Linked DNA regions of Mus musculus: all the other regions are linked to region 3. Evidence: chromatin contacts called from public HiChIP or PLAC-seq data. All regions are on one chromosome and are shown on one strand. Each heading gives the region's core, a stretch centred on a gene start, on an enhancer-like site or on the middle of the called end of the contact. The rest is flanking DNA. Distances are from core to core; before and after follow the strand shown. Region 1 overlaps Arhgap17 (Rho GTPase activating protein 17). Region 2 overlaps Lcmt1 (leucine carboxyl methyltransferase 1). Region 3 has its middle 52 kb from the start of Gm39084.

Evidence for each region. HiChIP or PLAC-seq counts read pairs in DNA pulled down with a chosen protein or histone mark.
Region 1: an HNF4G HiChIP or PLAC-seq map of pancreatic cancer cells shows a contact between it and region 3. The contact joins two enhancer-like sites. A contact is called at or near these places in 1 of 484 Hi-C or Micro-C datasets (nephron progenitors) and 1 of 115 datasets of contacts at active chromatin or transcription factors (pancreatic cancer cells).
Region 2: a contact with region 3 is called in a FOXA1 HiChIP or PLAC-seq map of pancreatic cancer cells. The contact joins two enhancer-like sites. A contact is called at or near these places in 5 of 115 datasets of contacts at active chromatin or transcription factors (bone marrow-derived macrophages, embryonic stem cells, pancreatic cancer cells and 1 more) and 1 of 9 other capture datasets (adipose tissue).

The regions. Positions count from the first base shown.
Region 1 is chr7:123,345,320-123,349,036 of GRCm38.p6, reverse strand. The region is part of intron 1 of Arhgap17 (Rho GTPase activating protein 17); the gene reads left to right. Among named protein-coding and RNA genes, the nearest start is that of Arhgap17, 23 kb to the left of the region's middle. Within about 2 kb of position 1,901, at least 27 of the 459 cell types and tissues checked have an H3K27ac peak or open chromatin away from gene starts, as enhancers often do. A contact at or near this core is called in pancreatic cancer cells, where this site is marked.
Region 2 is chr7:123,428,413-123,432,028 of GRCm38.p6, reverse strand. Lcmt1 (leucine carboxyl methyltransferase 1) reads right to left here. Exons shown (of 11, transcript NM_025304.3): 11 at 1,671-1,896. The coding sequence ends at 1,874. Among named protein-coding and RNA genes, the nearest start is that of Aqp8, 32 kb to the left of the region's middle. Within about 2 kb of position 1,513, at least 99 of the 459 cell types and tissues checked have an H3K27ac peak or open chromatin away from gene starts, as enhancers often do. A contact at or near this core is called in pancreatic cancer cells, where this site is marked.
Region 3 is chr7:123,044,345-123,048,275 of GRCm38.p6, reverse strand. It overlaps a transcript of Tnrc6a not described here. Among named protein-coding and RNA genes, the nearest start is that of Gm39084, 52 kb to the left of the region's middle. Within about 2 kb of position 1,480, at least 76 of the 459 cell types and tissues checked have an H3K27ac peak or open chromatin away from gene starts, as enhancers often do. A contact at or near this core is called in pancreatic cancer cells, where this site is marked.

The sequences.
Region 1 (3,717 bases), core at 652-3,151, 300 kb before region 3:
TCTGCTCGGTTTGTTTTTTAGAAAATTCTTAGGTGTTGACTCTACACGCTCCTTCTGTCCCTGCTTCCTCATTTCCCTACCTGGGATTAATAACGTGCATGATAGACTTTTGATTTGTATCCTTTAGATCCTGGGTCCTTTGTTCTACTTCTTTTCCCCTGTGTTTTACTTGGGAGAATTCCTGTACATTTCCAGATCCCTCATCTGCTCGTGTGTGTTGTTTGTTTGTTTGTTTTGTTTGTTTTTCGTTTTGCTAACCTCTTTTATACATTTGTCATATTGTTTTAAAGTTCCTACATGTCAGTTTGAGCCAGTACCTTTGCTGTCTCAGAGTTGAGTTGGATTGGCTGTCATAATGATACCTTCTGGGTTTTTGCTAGTTGTTTGTGAACAAATGTTTGAGGAAGGTGAATGGCATGCCCCTTCTGCTAGGCTGCTAGTGTGTTCACTTAGCTTGCAGTTGTTTGGGTCTTGGCTTTGTTGTTGCTTAAGGTAGTTTCCTCTGGGCGGGTCTTACATACCATGGCTCTGCTGCCTTGCCCCAGAACTTAGCAGGCCCGTGTCCATGCACCAAGGGCTCTCTTAGCTCTCTTGTTCTTCTGAGGAGGACTACTGCCTGATACTCACTTTAAGGTCCAGAGACACACAGTGCTTCTCTCAGTTCCCATTGTTCTTCAGCAGGCTCTGTATTCCTTTGCCACAGTTGTCCTAGAGGAACTGATGTATGTTAACATTGCCCATCCACTCAGTGGTCTGCTGCATCTACCTCTGCACAGGATAAGGCCAGGATAAGAGATTTCTCTGGATAGGACATTGTCTTGTTCTCTGACTTTGGCAGGCCCATATGTTAAACCTGAAAAGCATGAGAGAAAGACCAGTTCCATGTTTTTGAGTAAAATTGGAAGCAAGTTTTAATTAAATGCTAGCCAGAATGGTAGACTGTAGCCAAGACCATTCTGGAATTGCCAGCAAATGGCGAGGAGTCACATTTTGCAGAGGCTTATAAAGGCTACGTCTTTCCCACCAGGTCCAATCAGGGGCCAGCATACATCCTGACGTACTTCCTGCCTACATAACCTCCCATCTACATCTGATCAAGCACATGTGGTGCAGTTAGGTCAAACAAGCTTGTTTAGGGGAGTGAAAACCTAAAACATTCGCCGCCAGCATTTCAGTAAGTGTCTGTCCTTGGGCAAGGCGCTTACAAGGGTAGAGGCACTTTTGTTTTATGGCTCTCTTAGCCATAAAATTAAAACTTAAAACATAACTTCTGCTTATATACATACCTCTGCTTAGGTACCAGCCGTGCACTTGCACTATATCCAACGTTAACATCTCCAGCCCTCCGGTTAGATTGGATCTCAGAAGTCACTTTCAGGAAGCCTCTTCCGTATCCAGAACCTGTGTTCAAGGTTCTTCCTGTTTCTTCACTTTCTCTACAAGAGGTTTTTGCATTTTCATTTTTCTGTGCAGACAATTGAACCTAGGGCCTTGTATAAGCTAGGCAAGTAGCCCTCCACTGTGCCATGCCACATCCCCTGTTCTGCAAGTTAGTGAACTTGTCTGTGCCTAGGAGTCTCGTCTGTGAGTCGGGTATAGTAGTAGTAGCACTCCCAAGGCTATTCTGGGCTCAGTAGATGAGTATATTAGATGGTTTATAGCAGGGTCTTTCAGACCCCACTGCTGAAACCTAGGCAAGTTTTTTCCCTGCGCCTCAGTTTCCTCATCTATAGAGTGGGATAATAAAACCTTCATTACAGGGTTATTTTGGGTTTAGTGGAATTATTTCTGACAGAACACCTGGATCTCATAGAGCCCCAGTAATGGGCTCAGTAGGCTGTGATGTCAGAGAACCCAGCGTGCTGTGACTGCCCTGGCGGAGTGCTCACTGCCTAGAAGAAAAGACTTCATTTTCCTCGATAGTCTGTCAGGACAGGGGCCATGTCTCTTACTCACGAAGCGCTCATAGAAGGGAACTAAACAAATAGTTACTCAGTGACTGAATCATGAGAAGATTGTGTGGTTGAAGTCAGTGCCTCTGCATGGCCCCACTCAGTTTCCATTAATTATTCTGTAGGTCCTTTTGAGAACAAGCCGTGGGTTTGAAATGAGTTTTCTGTTTTGAGTGTCTGTAGTAGTATTCATCTACCAAGCACTACCCGACCTTTAGAAAAAGTGAGTAAGATTTATAGTGTTCCACACCCAGGGTCTTCCTGTTCACCCCTTCAGCACAGCCTCACCCAGTTTTCCAAGTGAACAGATTTTCCTTTCATTTTGTGAGCATGTTCCTCTTGGAACCTTCTGGGCTGCTTCTGATTTGTGGTCATTGTAGAAACCTGGATGAGCTCAGCTATTCAGGTTCTCAGGACTGCTTCTGTCTTGAAATGTTTGCAGAGACAGTCTACATGTTCCAAGAAGGTTTGGCTATTCTCTTTTTGGCTATCAAATTGAAGCATTCTTAGTGTGGGAATGATCTTGCAAATATAAATCAAATGAGGGCTGAATGGTAAAAAGATGCAGTTTTAGATCCTATGATTAGTTTGTGGTGGCATCAGCAACAGAATCTGTCATGAGAATAGAAGAAGAACACAGCTTTGTCTGGTGCTGAGGTTTTTTCTTGAGGCTCAGAGGCTGGCCACATTCTAGAGGTTGTCAACTCAGAAAGTAAGGACTGGCTGTAAAGGTTCCTATCATCCTATCAGTGTATTGAGAGTATCTTCATAAAAGATGATAATGTCACATGTTAAGTTTTTTAACTTTCTTTTGTCGTACTTGGGTAGCTATGAGGAGATTGTACGTGGTAAGCACGTGTTCTGCCACCGAGCCACACCCCCACTCCAGAGACCATTCTGAATGATGTCAGCAATCTGGTATTAAATGGGAAGCTCTCTTGATAGGAATTTTAGGTTCCCAAGGCTTTCAGTTTATAAACACTGGCCCTCCTACCCACTGATCTTTCTGAAGGGTTTCCTGAGTGAGTAGTGTGTAGACAGTGATTTTGCTACACTAACTAGCCTGTTGAAATGGCCACTTACCATTAGCTTTGTGTCTGTGTTCTTGAATGTGCCATGGCAGCTGAGGGGCCTGAGTCAGTCCCTACCTCTGTTCTTGTATACCACAGTCAGAGTTTTCATTGAAAGCTCAGCTCTGGGTCCTTATGGCAAAGATCTCATGGTATTCCTCAAAGATGGCAGGGGTCTTAGCCAGAACCCTGCCCTGTCCTGCCACGTCCAGGAGGCTTTGTCCGTACCCTTTCCTAGACCCTAGACCTGAAGTTGCAGGATTGCTTGGCAAGCCTGTCCTGGCCACGTAGATCACCACTCTCCTGTAATAGGGTTGTTTGTGTAGATTTCTGTCTTTTCCCATGAGCTTCTCAAGGGTGGGGTGTGACTCCCCTCTGCCTTTTTCCCTCTCCCCAGTTCTTGACATTTAGTGTACTCCATAAATAATGGGTGAGCTAATGGCGATCCAAGATCTGAGTGCCTTCAGGCAAGTTCATTCTGGACCTGGTACTTCAGGTAGAGGCTGGCTCTGGTTCTGTGAGCACTCCTCTGGGAACTGCCTCCCGTAGCTGAGGGTTTTGCAGCTCCAGATGCTGAACCTTTAATAGAGGACTGCACTGCACCTGGAATCCCGTCTCTCAGTGTCCTGTTTATTGTGTACCAGTCATTCTCCCTGGTGGCTCCTGTCCCACAGGTGTCATCACAGACTCGGTTT
Region 2 (3,616 bases), core at 264-2,763, 380 kb before region 3:
ACTCACTCTGTAGACCAGGCTGGCCTCGAACTCAGAAATCCGCCTGCCTCTGCCTCCCGAGTGCTGGGATTAAAGGCATGCGCCACCACGCCCGGCAAAATACCTACTTTTAATATTGGTTGTTAAATGCTTTAACCTCCCTTCTTGCCCACCACCCACCAGAGGTCGTGTGAAAGAAAGGTTATTAGGACACAGAGGAAGTAAATCTGCTTAGAAATTGTTCTTTTTGAGCGAATCCCATCTGCTTTGTCAGGAAATCAGCAGTTTAGTTCACAGGTGTCAGCAGCAGAAACTTGATACACTTGAAAACTCTTCATGGACGTACCAGCGGTCCAGTTCAGTGTCAGGATAGCAGCAGCAGCAGCTCAAACCTAGCAGAAACAGCCAGACCTCAGCTGAATCTGCAAGAGTCGGCAGGAGGATTAGGACCAGCAGGGACACCAAGAAAAGTTTTTGGCCAAGCCTCTCTCAATGACTAAGAAGCTTTCTCATCTGGAGATTCATTTTCTGTTCAGGCTGTCTCAGCAAACCTACTCCCACTAACGCACACTGCAAGAGGAGCACACCCTAAGTCTCCCTGGAGTACTGCCTCAAGGTTCCCCACAGTGCAGCAGGGGGCTATGACCTCAGCTAAGAGCTGTGTCAGCTTCCCCGTGGCCGTCCCTGTTCATGCAGTTCCAGTGATGGGGGGCCCTGATCTGCAGCATGACTATATTAATCTCATTAGTGCTGCTGGCTTCATCACAATCCCTCCCGGAGACTGGAAACAGCACACATTTATCTCCTTGTAGTTCTGGAGATCAGAAAGAGGAAATCAGTAACTTTAGGCCTAAGGTCAAGTTTTCTGTGGAGGTGGGGCAGGTGTGTGTGTGTGGTGGGGGGCTCTCCTGGGACTCCTGGCCTTTTTATAGATCTAATCTTTATTAGTTTTAGTGATGCATGTACGTACATGCACACCCATTTGTGGGTGTATGCATGTGATTGCAGAGACCCATAGAGAACAAGGGCCTTAGAGACCCCTGGAATTGGAGTAATAGGAGCCACCCAATATGGGTTCTGGGAGCTGGATTTGGGTTCTCTGCAAGAACAGTATGTGCTTTTAACCTCTGAGCCATCTTTTCAGCCTCCTGGCCTTTTTAGCTTCTAGTTGTTTTTATTACTTATTCTTTGGCCTCCCACATCTCTGAAATCTCTCTCTCCACAATCTCTGTTCTGTCACTGCCCCTCGTCTGGCTTATGTGGACCTTGTGGTTGAATCAGAGCCCCAGACGATCCCTTGAGACCCTTACCTTAATCTCATTGACAAAATGCCTATTTACACAAGTGACATATGGCCGGGTTTCAAGGAGTTAGGGTCCTTTAGGGAGGCATTATCCAACCTGCTAAGGTAACCAGAACGGAGGAGGCAAGTAAGCAGGCCAGCCTGGCAAAGGCGGCAGCAAGAGGAGCCTCCACAGAGGAGCTCCAGCATCCGCAGCAGGTCAAGGGCTAAGGGTCACAGCCCATGAGGTGTTGCAATAAAGAGCACAGGGAGGAGTAAATTCCCAAATGGATTCTGACTCACAGGGTAAACCAAGGTCCAAGTTAAGACTCAGGATGCAGGATTTTAGCTGCCATGGATTTGAACCCTGGCCCACCCCAGAGAGCAAAGAATGTCATTGTACAGATGTAGCAGAGTCTGACACAAATGGCAAGTGAGATTTATTTAAACAATGATACTGACAGGAACAGGATCTGGTGTGACCACCTTTGTAACCACGGGTTCCGGATGTGCAGCAGGACCAACAAAGTGAGGCTGCACATCTCTCAGGAGGCCCTGGCACTCCCTTAGCTAGAGCCTTCACCTTCCACCCCAGCACGAGCCTTCAGCAGATCAATAGGTTATCTCCTTCAAACCTAAGGGAGAAACAGAGATGCTGTCAGACGCTGTGGCAGAGTAAAGGAACCAGGGAGCGTGCACACTGGCCCTGGGCACCAGAATGACTCACTGCTGGACCTTACTCTCTTCCTGTGTGAGGCAAGATCGTAGAAGGAAGTGAAAAGTCAGGCCAGCTTTTGTTTATGGGTGGCTTAAAACAGATTTAGAAAGCATTTCATAACACTTTATGAGCTCTCTGCAGTAAATGTCCAAAATTTACTAACTGCTGAACTTTGAACAAACACAAAGAGGGTTCTTCACCTTGTGCTGGCACACCAAAGATGCCTGACCTTAGAAGGGTTACTACCCAACCTGGGTGTGGCGTGCACACCTGTAAGCCCAGCACTCGGGAGGCTGAAGCACAAGAGCCAGCTTGAGGTCAGCCTGCACTTCAGAGTGAGACCACCCTGTTCCCAAAGCAAACAACAAAAACAAACAAAAACAAACAACCAAACAACAGTTAGCTTAGCTCATTAGAAACCTCTCTTTCCAAACGCTTGGGGAGGCTAAGTATATTCTGACCTAGCCTTATGATAGAATTTAATATACTCGTTATAGTTATGTTCATTAAGAAGGCTCATGTCACATGATTACACTGAAAAGATGCAGGGCTCCAGCAGCATAAGGGCAGGGTGAAGGCCAGGAGTGTCCCACCCTCCTCATGACTCCATCAAGTCAGGTGAGGCACAGCTGGAATTCTGGGAGGAATGCCAAGTTTAAGGTAAGGCTGCACTGACATGTCTCAAAACAATCAAAGAAAAATGGCAATTAATTTTTATAAATGTCAGCAGATAACTAAACAGCAGTGTCCAGAGACCAGGCAAGGAGCACCACTGGAGGCCACCTGAGGCCAGGCCATGGGGCCTGCTGTGCTCTGCTTTTCCTAAGCTTCCCAAGTCCCAAGTACAACTTCCTTTATAATTAGGAGAGGTTCTGATATAAAACACAGCAATAAAGGGCTTTCCATCCAAACCACATTGGTGGGACTCCATGGGAAGTTAGGGGCCCAAGAAGGCTGCACAGCCACTGCCTGCCTGTCAGGGGTTTCTCAGGTCACATCTGTGGGAGGTACCAGGGACCTGGAATCTGATGTGCTCTCGCTGGACTATTCTGAAAAATCAGTCACTGGGAAGCAAAAACAACAGTGGCAAGAGTCAGCAGACGCTGGGTCGAAACATGGAGAGTCAGGTGCCAAGGTGCCTGTCTAACCATGGTCTTCCCTGCCTCTGTCACCTTAACCCTAGACAAGGAGAGAGAAACTGCCCGGGAAGCTGAGCAGGTCCATCTATCTATCTATCTATCTATCTATCTATCTATCTATCTATCTATCTATCTATCTATCTATCTATCTTCATGTGTGTTTGTTTATTTACTTACTTATTTACTTTTATGTGTTTTGCCTGCACATGTGTCTATGTGAGGGCAACAGATTATCTGAAACTAAAGCTACAGACAGTTTTGAGCTGCCATTTGGGGGCTGGGATTTGAACTCAGGACCTCTGGTAGAGCAGTCAGTGCTCTTAACCACTGAGCCATTTCTCCAGCCCCTGAGTGGGTCTTTTGGATACCAAATGATCCACATGTTAGTATCTAGTAAACTGGGCTCTGTGCTTGTGGAGGGTAAATAAATGCTGGTTATTTATGTTACAATTATTACTTTAACTCTTCAAGGTTTTCAACTTTCCCAACTGCAGAAAC
Region 3 (3,931 bases), core at 231-2,730:
TCTTAAGTTCATGGTAAGGGGGAAAGAATCTTTGAATGTTTCTCTAGCCTCTGTAGGCACCTGCGTTCATGTGCACACACCCACATGCAGAGACATGTCTACATACAATTAAAAACGATAAGAAAACAAATCTCAAATCATTTTATATATAGGGCTGTGGAGATAGCCAGTGGCTAAGAATGATCACTGTACTTTTTGCCTTGATACCTAGTCCATTTCAGGCAGCTTGCCCACTGCTTGTAACTGATGGCCTCATATGGTTTCCGCAGGTACCTGCATACATGTGGTGCACACACGTGCACATAAAAATAAAATACATTTTAAAATCTTTAAAATTTTTTTATTTAGGCCTTGGGAGGTGGTTCATTGGGTAAAGTGCTTGCTGAGCATGTATGAGGGGTGGGATGTGGCTCTACAACACCTATGTAATGTCAGGTGCATATGGTAACCTTTGCATAGTCCTACCATCTGGCAGGCAGAGACAGAGGTTCCTCAGAGCAAGCCAGCTAGCTAGACTAGCCAATCAGTGAGCTTTGGGATTGAGAGACTTTGTCTCAGTATGTAAGGTGGTGAATAAGGAAGTGAACGAGGAAGACACCAGATGCTAGCCTCTGGCCTCTGTACACATGCACACACATGTGCGTGCACATCCCCCCACATGTGCACCTGAATGCATGTGAATGCATATGTGTGTGTGTGTTGTGTGTGTATGTGTACATCTGTTTCTACCTACCTTTGTCTTTATCTCTGTGCCTATGTCTGGGCTAATGACAGATCCCATTTTTTTCTATTAAATTAGAATGTATTAACAACTATTTGCTTTTAAATAAGGCAGCAAATGTTTGATGACCCCAACAGTTGGTTCCACACTGACCAAGAAATAATGGTGAGGTTCCATGGAAGACTTAGCTTTTCATTAGCAGCTAAGGACACACCTCACTCCAAAGCTGAAAGGTTAGATGTTTTAACTAGGCAGGTGGCTAGCTGCAAATAAGTTTCTAGTTAATTTTGTTTGGGTTCATCACTGGAAAGACCTTCTTCACATTTCCTGGTATTTTGTACAGCTCTTAAGTACATGCCCTAATACATTAAATAATGTGTCTTTTCTTTACCAAAGAACAAAGAAGCTGAGTGTTTGGAAAGTGTTCACCCGGCTGCCAAAGCCTCCTCCTGCAATGAGTTCAATTTCCTGGTGTCTTATCCTCAGTACTGAATGTCCTATTATGCCAGTCTGTCCCTCCAAGCCGCTGACCACAGCGTGTTGACACACCACTTGAAATCAGAGATAACATTTCTTCCCACCTCTGACAAAGACAAGGGCCAGGCCTGTGATTTCTTTGGCATTGTTAATGCTATACAGAAATTGTAACACCTCTTTCCTTTCGATTATTCTTATGAGTATTGTCCCCACTGGACAGCTAATGTGCGTTGGTGTTGAAAAAGCATGAGTCACACCACCGGGTGCTTCACAGGATACTTGGAAAAGGAACACCCTCTGGGGAGGAGGCAGTGCTAACAATCTTCACCATCGTCAATGCCTGCTTCAAATCAGGCTGCGGACTGTTAACCGAAACCATCTCTAGCAAGCAAAGCACCAGGCAGCTCAGCACTCAGACGTGTCTGTTTCTGAGTAGTGGAGTGAGATCGGGGGATCCGTGTATTTCTGCCCTTTGTTTTTAACACCTATCCACTCCCTGAGCTACCGGTCATGTGGCCTGCTGAGGCCCAGTGAGATGCCAGCAAATTCAGCCATCCAGAGATGCTGTGTGTTGTATATGTATGGTGCGAGCATTTGAGTGTGCATGCCCTTGTGTCTGCATTTGGAGGCCAAAGCAGGGTGTTGGAAGGTCTGTGTGTTCTATTGCTCTGGGTGGTATTGCCTTGAAACAGAATCTCACTGAGCCAGATTGCCATTAGGCCACAGTGGCTTGCCAACAAGTTCTCGGGCTCCCCCCCCCCCCCCCCGACTCTGCCTCTCAGTTCTGAAGTTACAGACACATTCAGCCGTAGCTGGCTTTTTTTTTTTTTTTTTTTTTTTTTTTAAGATTTACCTATTTATTATATGTAAGTACACTGTAGCTGTCTTCAGACACTCCAGAAGAGGGAGTCAGATCTTGTTACAGATGGCTGTGAGCCACCATGTGGTTGCTGGGATTTGAACTCTGGACCTTCGGAAGAACAGTCGGGTGCTCTTACCCACTGAGCCATCTCACCAGCCCCGTAGCTGGCTTTTTAACATGGGTGCTGGGATTCAAAGTCATGCCCTCATGCTTGCAGAGTAAGTGCTCTTGCCCTCCCAGGCATCTCCCCAACCCACCATGCAGAGATTTGAAAAGTGCTTGCATGTCTGTGCCCCTATGCTTTAACAAATGAAGATGTTTCAGCACATGGCCAACATGTGGATTGGAGTTGAACTGTTCAGTTGTCTTAACCAACTCTGCCCCAAAGTGAACTCGGCTAAAACCACATGACCTTTGGGTTTGCAGAGGGCTTTGTGTTAATGAAGGCCCCATGCTTGGTTCAATGCTCTCTGGCCCTCGTCTGGAAAGTCTTAATACTTTTTAGTAAGAGGACCCCATTTTCCCTGTGTGCACTGGGAAACGTGTAAAGCACGTTGCCGGTCCTCCTACATCTGAGCTCTGACTCCTGAGTGAGTCTTGGGATGTCCATCCTTGCCATTCTTCAGACACCAACAAGCACATCCTTGTTCCTTCAGCGGGTTGTGTTGCTTTGCAACACTGTCAAGATATGTAAACTAAATTGACTGTCCTCCCTCAGAAGCCTCTCAATACGCTTCTTCTTCAATATATTTATTTTCATATTTTTGGTTGTGAGCCTAGCCTTTAAAGGCTGAACCATCTCTTCAGCCCAATATTTATTTGTATGTGTGTGTGTGTGTATGTGTGTTGCACTGTATGCATGCAGTACCAGAATGGGCCAGAAGAGGGTGTCAAATTCCCTGGCACTGGAATTATAGGTCTTTGTGAGTGGGAATACGGGTGCTGGGAATCAAACCGAGTTCTGGGGGGGGAGAGCCAGTGCTCTTGATCACTAAGCCATCTCTCTGGCTCTAGAATGCATTTCTCAAAAACCCAATAGATTACATAAAAAATAGAAAAAAAAATAGGAAAAAAAAAAGCCTTTGGGCTTTGCTTCTGGTGACTGCTACACCTCAGAACGGTCACATTTCCTTTTTCTTCCCTCAGCACTGAGAACTGAGTCTCCTCCAGGCTGGGAAAGTGCTCTACTGCGCTGTAAGCTCAACTGTTGTTTGTGCTTTTAATTTTGAGATAGGCTCTTACTACGTTGCCAGGCTTGCCTTGAGCTCACTCTGCCACTCATCTGGCCTTTGTACTTGTAGCTTTTCTGCTTTAGTCTTCCAAATAGTTGGGATTGGAGACCTGTGCCACCAGGCCCCCTCTATGTCTTTCTCACATATGCTTTACATGAAATGTGATTTTTCTCTACCAGTGGCGACTCACAGAGGACACAATGTTGGCTGGTGGTGTACGCCCATGTTTGTTGGGCATCTGCTGTAGATAACCCTAACTCTGCACTTGCTTTCTCTCCCAGCTGTTTTTTGTTGTTGTTGTTATTGTTGGTTTGCTTTGACTTTGGTTCTTTAAGACTGGGTTCACCTCTGTAGTCCAGGCTAGGCTGCAACTGCCAATCCTCTGACTTTCCCCTCCTGAGTGCTGGGATGACATCTGTATCAGTGTATGGATTCTCTTAGCATTTTGTTTACCATCAACTTTGTGTAGGGTATGTGTGTGTACAGTGTGCGAAGGTGGGTATGCGTTTGCCATGGCGTCCATGTGGAGGTCAGAGGGCAACTGCAGGTGTCTGCTTGAGGCATGGTCTCTTGCTGGGTGCTCATTGCTGTGTAAGGCAGGCTCACTGGCCAGTGTCTTCTGTCACCATAGGAAGACTT